2 separate regions of the Capra hircus genome follow, and region 1 is linked to region 2. A link is a contact called in public Hi-C data. All regions are on one chromosome and are shown on one strand. Each heading gives the region's core, a stretch centred on a gene start, on an enhancer-like site or on the middle of the called end of the contact. The rest is flanking DNA. Distances are from core to core; before and after follow the strand shown. Region 1 has its middle 46 kb from the start of PLEKHO2. Region 2 holds the start of PIF1 (ATP-dependent DNA helicase PIF1).

What was found. Hi-C and Micro-C count contacts between places; a contact is called where the count stands out from the background.
Region 1: a contact with region 2 is called in a Hi-C map of blood, with 1.9 times the contacts expected there. The contact joins the enhancer-like site here to the promoter of PIF1 in region 2. A contact is called at or near these places in 3 of 5 Hi-C or Micro-C datasets (all in blood).

The regions. Positions count from the first base shown.
Region 1 is chr10:57,834,700-57,841,245 of ARS1.2, forward strand. No RefSeq gene overlaps it. Among named protein-coding and RNA genes, the nearest start is that of PLEKHO2, 46 kb to the left of the region's middle. Within about 2 kb of position 1,347, at least 2 of the 5 cell types and tissues checked have an H3K27ac peak or open chromatin away from gene starts, as enhancers often do.
Region 2 is chr10:57,777,109-57,783,642 of ARS1.2, forward strand. It overlaps PIF1 (ATP-dependent DNA helicase PIF1), which reads right to left and starts at 2,108. Exons shown (of 13, transcript XM_005685842.3): 1 at 968-2,108; 2 at 1-243. The coding sequence starts at 1,062.

The DNA of each region.
Region 1 (6,546 bases), core at 97-2,596, 57 kb after region 2:
CTGCCCCTACAAATGGCTGCTGATGCCTCTGGGAAGTCAGGTGGGGCCCTGATTGCCATGTTGTATATGTGCAGTTATTGCTTCAATAGTAGGTATGGGATGGTCATGCTGATTGGCCAGGTCTGGTCACATGCCCAGCCTTAACTGCAAGGAAGCCTGGGAAAAGGAGTATCTGGCATACTTAGTCTCAGGCATGGAAGTTGGGCTTCTCCTCATGCATGAAGACTACCCCACACATAGGAAGGGGTTTCAGATGCTGAGCGGCCAACACGAATGACAAATGTCCCATATGCTACCTTATAGAGATGTTTGTGAGAATTAAATGATTTATTCCATGTACACGTTTTGCAAAGCATCTGGTATTGGCTTGGTCAATGTCAGCTCTCACTCTATTAAATTGTTAGCTTCATGAGGGCAGGAATTGGACCTCTTTTCTGCTCTCTACTGTATTCCTAGTGCCTAGTGTGGTGCCTGGCATGTAGCAGAGCTTGACAATTTTTAATATTTTTCATTTAAAAAAAGTGAATCATTTTTAAAGTCTTTATTGAATTAGTTACAATATTGTTTCTGTTTTACGTTTTGTGCTTTTGGCTGCGAGGCATGTGGGATCTTAGCTCCCCGACTAGGGATAGAAACCTACCCCCTGCATTGGAAGGCAAAGTCTTAACCACTGGACCACCAGGGAAGTCCCACAAATATTTCCTGTATGAATGTCTTGCTCCTCGAGGCTGTGCTCTGCCCAGCCTTTCTCTCCTCCCGCTTTCTTCTTTGCCTTGGCTGTGACCACAGCATTTTCTGAGGAGAAGGCACATGCCGGAACAGAGAGAACACTGTAACAGGAGTCAGGTGCCCGCAACTCAGCTCCGCCATGAGCTCACGGTGTGAGGAGGGCAAGTCACCTCCCCTCCCTTGGTCTGGGTCTCCACACCTGCAGAATGGGTACAATAACCTCAGCTGCTATGTCCCATATCTCTGGTATGAGGGACAAATGAGAAAACTTGAGAAGTTGATTGCAAAGCCGCAAAAAGCCTTCAGCCCCAAAGCTGGGGAGGAAGTTGCTGCTCAAGCCATTCAAGAAGTGTGAAGACCCCACCCCTAAGGATCCGCTTTTGAATGGGGGCTAGGGGAATGTAGGTGGGGAAATGGCCTTCCTCTTCCCTCGGTGGGAAGGCCTAGTATTCATGCACTGTGAACTGAAGCTATTTTTATGTAGCACAACTGTGATTATGACAGGGCCTCTTCCTGAAGGGGAAGGGTGGGGAGTAGACCTGAGTCATCAGTGGGGCCACACAGCTGACACAAGTCTGCCGTGAAAATTAGTCCAGTCCCCTCAGATGACTCTCACCCTCTGTCTTCCTCAGTAGAGGTGCCAAACAGAGCCGAGGGCTGGACTACAGGCTCCAGGAAGGACTAGGTCAGTCATTGGGCTCAGGCCTGTCAATCATAGTTGATCTTCCAATGAGCTATGGGATGGCAGTGTCCCTGGGCGGGAACCTGAGGACCACTGGAAAGAGCGGAAAGAGAGGACAGAAACGTACCTGACACATCCTTCCGGCACCCTGCCGGGTTGGCCGGCTGAACTTTAGGTTCCAAGCAGCGTTTATTGGGGACCGATTGTGCGTCCGCACTGTGGATATGGGCTTTGCATCTCCTTTACTTGAATTTTCCCAACACCCTCCCGCTTAGGTAGAGGTGACTTGCCTCTGTCTTATAGATAAAGGCGCCTAGGCTCCATGTGGATATGACTGACTCAGCTCCACTGCACTCCAGACTATGAATCCTGAGCTGAGGGAGCCAACAGGAAGGGTGATTATTTTCTTTACTGGAAGGATAGGGAAAGGCTTCCCAGAGAGGGTGACATTTGAGCCAGGCCCTAAACAATGAGCAGGATTTAGCTCTCTTAGGGGGGCAGGGAGAGGAGAGAAGGAAAGGCCTGTGACACAGAGGGATATGGCATGGACAAAGGCTTGGAGGTGTAACAGTGCATGGCTTGTTGAGGCAGGGATGTGGGGAGGGAAGGGTCAGGTAACTCTAGGTGACTGGGGAGTGTCAGGGGTGCTGAGGGTGCTAGGGAGGGGCCTTGCCTGCCAGACTGAGAGGTTAGGGCTATTTGGGGTTCCCGCAGAGCTGGGCAGGCCCTTGGCATTGTCCCGGAAGTGCAATCATACAAAGAGAGGGGAGGGGAGCCCACAGTGGGAGGTAGTTTAGGGGGGGCCGTTAGACCCAGAGGAAACCAGGTGGGTTTCCTGTCCTGGAGCCTGAGCTCAGGCAGTGGTGAGCCAGGGGCCCTGCAGGCTGCTACGCCTCCATCAGAGCCTTGGCGCCGCCTGGCTCCCCTGTGCTCCCCAGGGCTCCTCTCCTCTGCTCTTCTCTGAAGGCCTCCTCTGTGCCAGCACCTTTGCACACAGTGTTCCCTTTAATCCTCACAAATACCTGCAAGGTGAGTGTCACCCCCGTTTTGTGAGAGAAGAAACAAGAAGTTAGGGGACTTGCTCCAAGTCACATAGCTCCTCTGGGTAACTTCATGAGGCCTCCACTGTCATCCTTCAACAAAAGGGTCCTCTGGAGCTCTGCTTTCAGTCAGGGCAATGACAGCCTTCTTCTTCAGTGAGAAGGGGACCCTGAGGCCAAACCTCGCTGTTACTCACCTGCCTCCCAGGCACCCGTAGTACAGACTCAGATGTTCAATCCAGAAAGCCCCTTAGAGATCATTTTGTCCCCTCTGCATATTATAGATGGAGTAACTGAGGCTCCAAAAGGAAGAGACTTGCTTGGGTTCCCACTAGTGGTGATTGACCAGCCTGTTTGGAACAAGAGCCTCTCACTGTGGCTCTAGCTCAGCTGAGAAGCTGAGCTGTGAGGGACAAGTGGATTAGAGCACTGGCCTGGGGGTAGTGGAGTGTGTGGGACAGAGAATGGCCTGGGACTTCTAGGCACTCAGAGCCAAAATGCACTCAGCCCCTTTATCCCACTCGGCTCCCTTCAGACAGATGCCCTCCCCACCCCACCCCAGGATGCTTTACTGCCATCTGCCTGAAAAGTGTGCTAATAACTATGCAAAACCTGGTGACACTGAGCTGACTGTGCCCCTAGAGTTGTGCAGTGCATAATTTGTGCAAATGTGAGTGGCTGCCCAGCCATGAAAATGTTAACTCTCCCCACTTCTCTATCCCCTCTCTTTCCCTTACCTCTTCCCACAGAGCCAGGGAGCAGGGGGCCACGTCTCACCAGCGTGGGAGAGGGAAGGAGGGACAGAGACAAGGGAGGAGGAAGGAGAATGTGGAGGGCAATAGAGGGAAAGGGTAGGACTCAATTCTGCTATCAGAAACCAAAACCGAAACTTCTGGCAGAAGGCAATGTGAAAGGCAGGTCTGCAGCTAGACACTAAGATTGAAAGGCGACACTGAAAGAGCACAGCCTCCCTAACCAGCTGGTCAGAGACTCCCGACGCTGTGTCACCTAGACCAGATCTTGCCATTCATGCTGACAAGGAGTGTGCCAGGCCAGAGGCTTTTCCTCTGTCCATGGAATTCTCCAGGCAAGAATCCCGGAGTGGGTTGCCATTCCCTTCTCTAGGGAATCTTTCTGACCCAGGGATCAAACGCTTGTCTCTTATATTAGAGGAAGATTTTTTTTACTATCTGAGCCACCAGGGAAGTCCGAGGATTCAAAAGGCCCCTTTAGACATTACAGTGCCCAACTCTAGGGTTAGAATCTTTGCTGGAATATGGGGGAGGGCGCTTCTCAAGCCACAGAGTCACCTAATGTCCCAAGACTAGGTGACCCATAGCCTTAGTTGATGTTAGTGTTTGTGTGGACATGCACACACCAGTGAAGCAGGGGCAGCTGGCATCAGTGTGCCTGAAAGAATGGGGACTGTATTTCCTCCAAGTTGAGCTCAGGACATGTGAAGTAACATGGATTTTTGTGACCCATCTGGCTGGGAGGGGTTATTTAGATGACATAATGTTTAGGAGCCTCACTCTGAGGCTCTTGCTGCTTTATTCCAACAATGAGATGGAATGTTTGAAACTTGGGTTGCCTTTAGAAATTCAGAATTTGTATGGTCACCATTTATTATGACCTTTGTGATTCGATGAGCCAGTCCTGTATCAGGGACCCAGGTGTCACCCCTCCACGGAGGTTCCTGGATGCTTTAGGTGGGGAGGGATGCTGTTTCCAGAGCACGTGTCTCTCGGCTCCAGAATGGGCAGCCTCTTGTGTTTAATTAATCTTTGTATCTCCCATTATGACAGGAGCCTCCCCTTTCCCTGGGGTTCTCAGAGTGTAAGCTCCTGGCTTCTCTGTTTGTCGGGTGATACCTACTCTGTGCTGGCCTCATAGAGACAGGGAAGAAGGGGACAAATGCAGGGGCAGGGCCTAAGGGGGTCTGGCTCCATCATTTCTCAGCCCTGTGGTCTTGGACAAGTTCTGTTCCTGTCTGAGCCTCAGTTTCTTCAACTGGAGATGGGGATGACTTAAATAGCTGACTTTTCTTGAGCATATACTGTGGGTCGGGCACTGTGTTAAGCATATTACGTGTAGTAGCTTGTTCAGAAATACTGACAAGGGCTTCCAATGTGCAAGGGCCACTACAAGGTCAGCTGATGACGTGGAGGTTTGGAGAAGTTAGGTGACTTCCCAAGATTATGTGCAGATGAGTGGAAGAACTTGTACCCCAGAACCCACACTTCTACCCAACTCACTGTACTAAATGGACCCCAGGGGGCCAGGAGGACAGGCCTGTGGAGAGCTCAGCATGGAACCGGCTTAGGGAAAGTTCAGGATGGTGGTGCTGTTTTCCGTGGAGGCCAGGCCCATCTGGGCGAGAAGGTGCTCAGCCTGACTTCAGGGGCTGGAGCAGGGAGAGTCCAGCCAGGTGACCCCACAGGATGCTGTGGGAAAAGGTCCTCCAAGCCAGGATTCATAAAAAACATGGCCAGCAAGAAGGGTGAAGGTTCAGAGCCCTAAGGATGGGAGCTGGGCCACCCCTGAGCAAGATCAGTATTCTCCCCTCCCCTCGGATGCCCCCACTGAGGGCAGGAGCCTTAGAGGAAGCCAGCTGAGCAAGTAATGGGAGAAGAAGCAGATCACATTCAGTTCAGAACCCCAGGCTGAAGAGCACGGGCCTGGGAGTGCCCCAGAAAGCAGGTCACCGATGTGGCAACCGTCAGTCCACTCACGGGGCTGCCTCTGGCGATCTGGCTTAGCCTCCCTTCCCAGTGCCACAGCGGCTGAATCCATACTGACCCTGAACCAAGGACCCACACAGAGATGGCCTTGAGCAGAGGGAGCTGTGGCTTGCTTAAGGACTGCCCTCCCTGTACCCGGCTAAGTCTGGCAAATCTCTCAGCCTGCCAAAGAGGAGATGCGTCTGCAGTGTACAGCCTCAGGGGCTGGAAACACAAATACACGTAGGCATGCATGCCCGCCCATAGCACTCAGAAACCCAGGCTGGGTGGATGCAGAAAAGTCCCAAGAAATCTAGTAGCTAAATCCAACAGGCCAGAGTCCTTGGCTCACCCTTGCTTCCTTTCTCTCATACTCCACACCCAATCTGTTAGCAAACCCTATGGGCTCACTCTGTCCCCATTGCCACCTGAGCCACCACTGTCTCTCTCTGGGACACTGCAGTAGCCCCCGCACTGACCTCCCTATTTCCATCCTTAACCACCATAGTCTGTTCTTAACACCGCAGCCAGAGTGACTGTTAAAAGATCATATCACTCCTCAGATTGAAGCCCTCCAGTGGCCCTCTTCCTCAACACACTCCACTAAGATACCATTTCCTACTTACTGCTCCCTTCACTCTGCTCCAGCCCCTCCAGACTTTCTTCGAAACAGTCAGGTATGAGACTTCCCTGGAGGTCCAGTGGTTAAGGATCTGCCTTGCATTGCAGGGGTGGTTGTTGTTGTTTAGTGGCTAAGTTGTGTCCAACTCTTTGTGACCCTATGGACTGCAGCACACCAGGCCTCCCTGTCCCTCACTATCTCCCGAAGTTTGCCCAAGTTCATGTCCATTGAATTGGTGATGCTATCCAACCATCTCATCCTCTGCTGCCCTCTTCTCCTTTTATCTTCAATCTACAATTCAGGGGACGTGGATTCAATCCGTGATCTAGGAGCTAAGATCCTACATGCTGCTGAGTCCTTGCACTGCAGCTAGTGAGCCCATGTGCTACAACTAGCTGAAACAGCCAAATGAAAAAAAATTAAAAAGGGTCAAGTGTACTGTCATATCTCCAGCACGGTCCCCTCTGCCCAGGACTCGCCTCCCTTGGATATCAGCATGGCCTGATCCTCAGCCTGCTCAAATGTCACTCTACTTCTCAGTCTTTCAGCAGAATACAACACTCAGGATTATTCAAGGACTATTGGCAGAAATGTGGATGGGATGCAAGGAAACCCCAAGGGAGAAAGCAGTGCACAGGCCCAGGAGTGAGGGGTGCCTTTAACTACTCCCAGGCCTGAGCGGGAAGGAAAGAAGTGGCTGCCAGAACCAAGAAGGTGAGGGAGAGGGCCAGCAGGCCAGAGCTGTGACCCCAC
Region 2 (6,534 bases), core at 858-3,357:
CGCGCGGCGCGCACGGGGAAGCAGCGCGGCCGCCCAGCGGGCCCGGGCGCCTGCAACCTCAGCATCAACTCGCCGCGCTCGTTACGACCCAGGCTCAGCTCCGCCGTGCGTAGGGACTGGCGCCTTCGCGGCTGCCCACCGGGGCTCAGCTCCTCCACAGCCACACGGCACCGCAGTTCTCCGTCCTCGCATTCTGCGGCCGCTGCCTGGGTGCCCGAAAGCATCGCCGCCGCCTCTGCAGGTCTGCAAAAAGACCGGAGCACAGGCGTTACAGGGACTCAGGGGACACCATAGGTGGTACGGAAGTCTGGATAGGGAGCCCAGTCAAAGCCACAAAGGGTCCCAGGGCTGTCACTGGTAACACAAAGAGGTCACGGAGACTGTAAAAGCACCCTGGGGCAAACAGGAAATTCTCCTAGACTTTTCTCTCCCACACAATAATTTCCAGAGCTGCGGACGGGCAACGTCAAGCGCACTGATTGGGAACCTCTGCTGTCCGACAAGAGCCACAGAAGGGAGCCCCTGAACAGAATAGAAGCTTGCTTCTAAGAGACCCAGGGAGGGCACGGGAATCTTCTGTCCTCTCCGCAAGGAAGCAGGAGACTCACTTGTGGAGGTAAACAGGACTGGCATGTTATCAGCGCCTTCCCTCTCCCAGCTACCTTCACTGGTTTATATGCAGCCAAGCTAGTGTCACTCTTTCCCATGTACAGAATTGGAAAACAGGCTGAAAGAGACCACAACGGCTGGTAGGAGTCAGGGATCGTGTGATTCGGAAGCTCTGGTGCTTCCCATCTCTAAGGTGGGGTGGAAGTAGAAATTATTTGGCTACGGAAATAGCGGAGGGACCCTGGCTTCCAGGAACCAGTCAACGCACCGTCTGATTCATTCGTATGCACCCTCCCGGCAGGGACCCCTTGAAGAAGAACATTCTGCCTCCCACGTCTGGGATCAGGTGGACACTCACTTGTGCCAGCGCTCGGACGAACCAGTTGAGAAAAGTCGGCCTGCAGGCATAAGCAGCACACTGGAAACTTTCAAATTCTGGGAGTGGAGAATCATCCTATCACCTGCAGGATCTTTAAATTTTCTAGCCAATCAGAGAAAGCGGGCGTGACAAGGGGCGTGTCTTTCTTGCGTTCCTACCCTCAGAACTTGGGCTGTACCAATAGCACGCCAGAGGAAGGAGGCTTATTGTGGTGGCGGAGCATACCAAGTCGCGCGGATGAGTGGATGTGGTGGGAGGGGACCGAGACTGCAGCTGGGCCGCGCGTGGATTAGCGTCACCAATTTCTTCTCTGAAGATTTATTGTCAAGACCTTGCCTCTAACACAGACTTCCTCCCCTCTAGCCCTCACACAGCGGCTGAACTTGGCCTTGGGGAAGAGCTGCCTCTGATCCCTCCCATCTATGTTTACACTCACGGGACCTTTGTCCGTTTCTGGGTAGACCGCCCTCCAGCCCTCGCCCCCTGACCGAGCCTGCTGCTCCCGGTGCCCCCCCACCCCCAGTTCCTTCAACGCTTATCGGTCTTTGTGTCATTTTACTCATTTGTCTTTTCCATCCGTCTGAGACACATCAGTGAAGAACTGAGACCTGTGACCAAGTGCTCAGAGTACAAGGGAAGAGAGCGAGCCTCTGTCTTCAGGGAATGCGTATCCCTCTCATTGCACTGAATGCATAGGGAATTTGTTTTTAATTTTCTTTTCCCTCATTAAATCTTGGAATGACTAGCTAGAAGGCATCTTACAGGTGAGTCAGCTCGCTCATTTATCGAATTGCCCACATTTTTCAAATAAGGAAACCAAGGCTCCAGGAAGTTTTACCAGATGTCACATAGCTTTTAGATAGCAAAACAAACCCTGGAAGCCAAGTCTAGGCCTGTTAATTTAACTACTACACCACGCTGCTCCCAGAGAGAAAGAAAGAGAGACAGAGGCTGGTCTAACCTGGTGAAGGGAGTCCAGGCCTGAACTGGAATCTCAGCTCCTGAAAGGCACTTTGTTACACCAGACCTGAGGCAGTTTTGATGTTTCCTTAATGTCTCTAAGCAAGTTTCCTTGATGTCTCAAGCCTTTGTTTCCTTATATTTAAAAATGGATGCTTGGGGCTGGTGCACTGGTATGACCCAGAGAGATGATATGGGGAGGGTGATGGGAGGGGGGTTCAGGATTGGGAATTCATGTATACCCGTGACAGATTCATGTCAATGTATGGCAAAACCAATACAGTATTGTAAAGTAAAAAAAATAATAATAAATAAAAAATACAGAGAAAAAAATGGAGAAAGATGAAAATGCATAGCTATGACTATACTAAAAACCATCAAATTATTTGCTTTAAATCGTATGGTATGTGAATTGTATCTCAATAAGTCTGTTAGGAAAAAATAAAAATGAAAAATATTTTTCCTCTTAAATGTTGTTTTGACATATGACTACTAAGGTAAGGTGAAGTCGCTCAGTCGTGTCCGACTCTTTGCGACCCCATGGACTGTAGTCTACCAGGCTCCCCCATCCATGGGATTCTCCAGGCAAGAATACTGGAGTGGGTTGCCATTTCCTTCTCCAGGGGATCTTCCTGACCCAGGGATCGAACCCAGGTCTCCCGCATTGGAGGCAGACGCTTTAACCTCTGAGCCACCAGGGAAGAGAGCGAGCCTTCTTCTAGTGGCACAGAAAAAAATTTAATATCATTGTTGTAAGCAGAATAATGATACCCCCCCAAATATGTCTGCATCCTAATCCCCAGATTCCTTTTGTATGTTACTTAACATAGCAAAAGGGACTTTGCAGATGTGATAAATTAAGGATCTTGACATGGGGAGACTACCCTGGGTTTTCTGGGTAGGTTCAATTAGTATTCTTATAAGGGAGGCTAGAGAGTCAGAGGAGATGTGATGAATAAGTGGACATGTGTGTGTTTGTGTGTGTGTGAAAGAAAGAGAGAAAGGCTGATTTGAAGATGTTACTGCTAGCCTAGAAAATGGAAGAAAGGGCCATGAACCAAGCCATATGGGATACAGGTTTCTTGAAGGTGGAAAAGGCTAGAGGAAGTGGGTTCCCCTCTAGATTCGCCAGAAGGAACACAGCTCTTGATTTAAGTCCAATGAGACACATTTTAGGCCTCTAGAACTGCAAGATAATCAGTTTGTCTTGTTTTAAGCCACCAAATTTGTGGTAATTTGTTATAGTAGCTATAACAATAAGAAACAAATATAATTACGAGCTAGAAAATGAAAGCTGGGATTATGAATGTATGTCTGTGTCTATTTCCACAGCCTATGTTCTCTCTGCCCACTACCCTGTGCTCAAAGTAGGCCCAGCACACTCACACAGCCTGCTCCCTTCTCCCTTCTCTCTGTGTCGTATCCCAGACTGGTTCCAGAGAAAGCATGGAGACTTCCATATGAATTTTCCCCCAGTATGTTTTTCATCTGGACTCACCATGCAGCTTGCGGGATTTTAGTTCACCAACCAGGGATCTAAACCAGCCCCTTGCAGTGAAAGCCCCAAGTCATAACCACTGGACTGCAAGGGAATGCCCTCAAATTTTTTTTTTAATTGTAAAATATACATAACATAAAATTCACCATACTGACTATTTTTCAGTATACAATCCATTACCATTAACTGCATTCAGATATTGTATAACCATCACCACTATTTTCAGAAAAGTTTCATTATTCTGAAACAGAAACTTTGTACCCATTAGACCAGACATCCTGGAATGTGAAGTCAAGTGGGCCTTAGGAAGCATCACTATGAACAAAGCTAGTGGAGGTGATGCATCACTACGAACAAAGCTAGTGGAGGTGATGGAATCCCAGTTGAGCTATTTCAAATCCTGAAAGATGATGCTGTGAAAGTGCTGCACTCAATATGCCAGCAAATTTGGAAAAGTCAGCAGTGGCCACAGGACTGGAAAAGGTCAGTTTTCATTCCAATCCCAAAGAAAGGCAATGCCAAAGAATGCTCAAACTACCGCACAGCTGCACTCATCTCACACGCAAGTAAAGTGATGCTTAAAATTCTCCAAGTCAGGCTTCAGCAATGCATGAACCGTGAACTTCCAGATGTTCAAGCTGGATTTAGAAAAGGCAGAGGAACCAGAGATCAAATTGCCAACATCTGCTGAATCATGGAAAAAGCAAGAGAGTTCCAGAAAAACATCTATTTCTGCTTTATTGACTATGCCAAAGCCTTTGACTGTGTGGATCACAAATACACTGTGGAAAATTCTGAAAGAGATGGGAACACCAGATCACCTGACCTGCCTCTTGAGAAACCTATATGCAGGTCAGGAAGCAACAGTTAGAACTGGACATGGAACAACAGACTGGTTCCAAATAGGAAAAGGAGTACATCAAGGCTGTATATTGTCACCCTGCTTATTTAATTTATATGCAGAGTACATCATGAGAAACGCTGGGCTGGAGGAAGCACAAGCTGGAATCAAGATTGCCGGGAGAAATATCAATAACCTCAGATATGCAGATGACACCACCCTTATGGCAGAAAGTGAAGAACTAAAGAGCCTCTTGATGAAGGTAAAAGAGGAGACTGAAAAAGCTGACTTAAACATTCAGAAAACTAAGATCATGGCATCTGATCCCATCACTTCATGGCAAACAGATGGGGAAACAGTGGAAACAGTGGCTGATTTTATTTTTCTGGGCTCCAAAATCACTGCAGATGGTGACTGCAGCCATGAAATTAAAAGACACTTACTCCTTGGAAGAAAAGTTATGACCAACCTAGAGAGCATATTAAAAAGCAGAGACATTACTTTGTCAACAAAGGTCCATTTAGTCAAGGCTATGGTTTTTCCAGTGGTCATGTATGGATGTGAGAGTTGGACTATGAAGAAAGCTGAGCACCAAAGAATTGATGCTTTTGAAGTGTGGTGTTGGAGAAGACTCTTGAGAGTCCCTTGGACTGCAAGGAGATCCAACCAGTCATTCCTAAAGAAGGTCAGTCCTGGGTGTTCATTGGAAGGACTGATGCTGAAGCTGAAACTCCAATACTTTGGCCACCTGATGCGAAGAGCTGCTGCTGCTGCTGCTGCTGCTGCTGTCGCTTCAGTCGTGTCCAACTCTGTGTGACCCCATAGGCGTCCGCCCACCAGGCTCTCCCATCCTTGGGATTCTCCAAGCAAGAACACTGGAGTGGGTTGCCATAGAGCTGACTCATTTGAAAAGATCCCGATGCTGGGAAAGATTGAGGGCAAGAGGAGAAGGGGATGACAGAGGATAAGATGGTTGGATGGCATCACCGACTCAATGGATATGGGTTTGGGTGGACTCCAGGAGTTGGTAATGGACAGGGAGGCCTGATGTGCTTCTGTTCATGGGGTCACAAAGAGCTGTACACGACTGAGTGACTGAAATGAACTGAACTGAACTGAGACAATAACTCCCATTCCTCTGTTCTCAGCCCCTGGCACCCCAAATATTTTATTCTGAAAATATATTCCAACATGTACAGAAAGATTGAAAGCCTTTTACAGTGAACACCATATACCTAGCATCAAGATTCTACAATTAATATTTTGCTGTATTTGTTTTTTGTGTTAGTCGCTCAGTCATGCCTGACTCTTTGCGACCCCATGGACCATGGTTGCCAGGCTCCTCTGCCCATGGAATTCTCCAGGTAAGAATACTGGAGTGGGTTGCCATTGCCTTTTCCAGGGGATCTTTGCGACCCAGGAATAGAACCAAGGTCTCTCACATTGCAGGCAGATTCCTTACTGGCTGAGCCCTCAGGGAAGTGTTTGTTTTAACACACCTATCCATCCCCGCATTTATCAATCCATCTTTTGTGATGCAGTTCAAAGTTGCAGACAACAGTATGTTTCACAACTAAGCACTTCAACATGCATAGAATTAGCTACAGTTTATGCTTACCTTTTTAATGTAAACTTTACATACAGTGAAATGCACAGATTATACAATATGTATTCTTGTGTGTATTGGCTTGTTTCACTCATCATGATTTTGAGTTTCATCCATGTTGCTGAGTGTATCAATAGTTTGATTCTTTTTAATGCTGAGTTGTGTTGCGTTGTATGGATATACTACAGTTTATCCATTTTCCTATTGATGGATATCTGGATTTTGTGGTATTTGTGCTTTATTTTCTCTTGGAAAAATACCTAGGTGAAAAATTGCTGAGTCTTGGAGTTTACATTTAGTTTTATATGAAACTGCAATAGCTTTTCCCAAAGTGGTTGTCTGCCCACCAGGTTTAACAGTGAGTCCTTGGACAGAGGAAAGCTGGACACCGCCTGGCGATGGATTAACGGTCCTCAGGCTCCGCCCTCCTGCCCGCCCCAGCGCCACGGGTCTTCAGCTGGATCTTGATTGGCTGATGAAAGAGGGAGGCGGAGGCAGATGAATTGCTCACCTCTGTGGCCGGACTTCCTCCCTGTCCGCTGCGCGCAGATTTTGCAGCCGTAAGGCTTCTGCTCACTGCTGCCGCCGCGGGGTTAGTTCCAAGAGGAGCGCAACACTGCTCCCTGGTCTCCTCGCCTAAC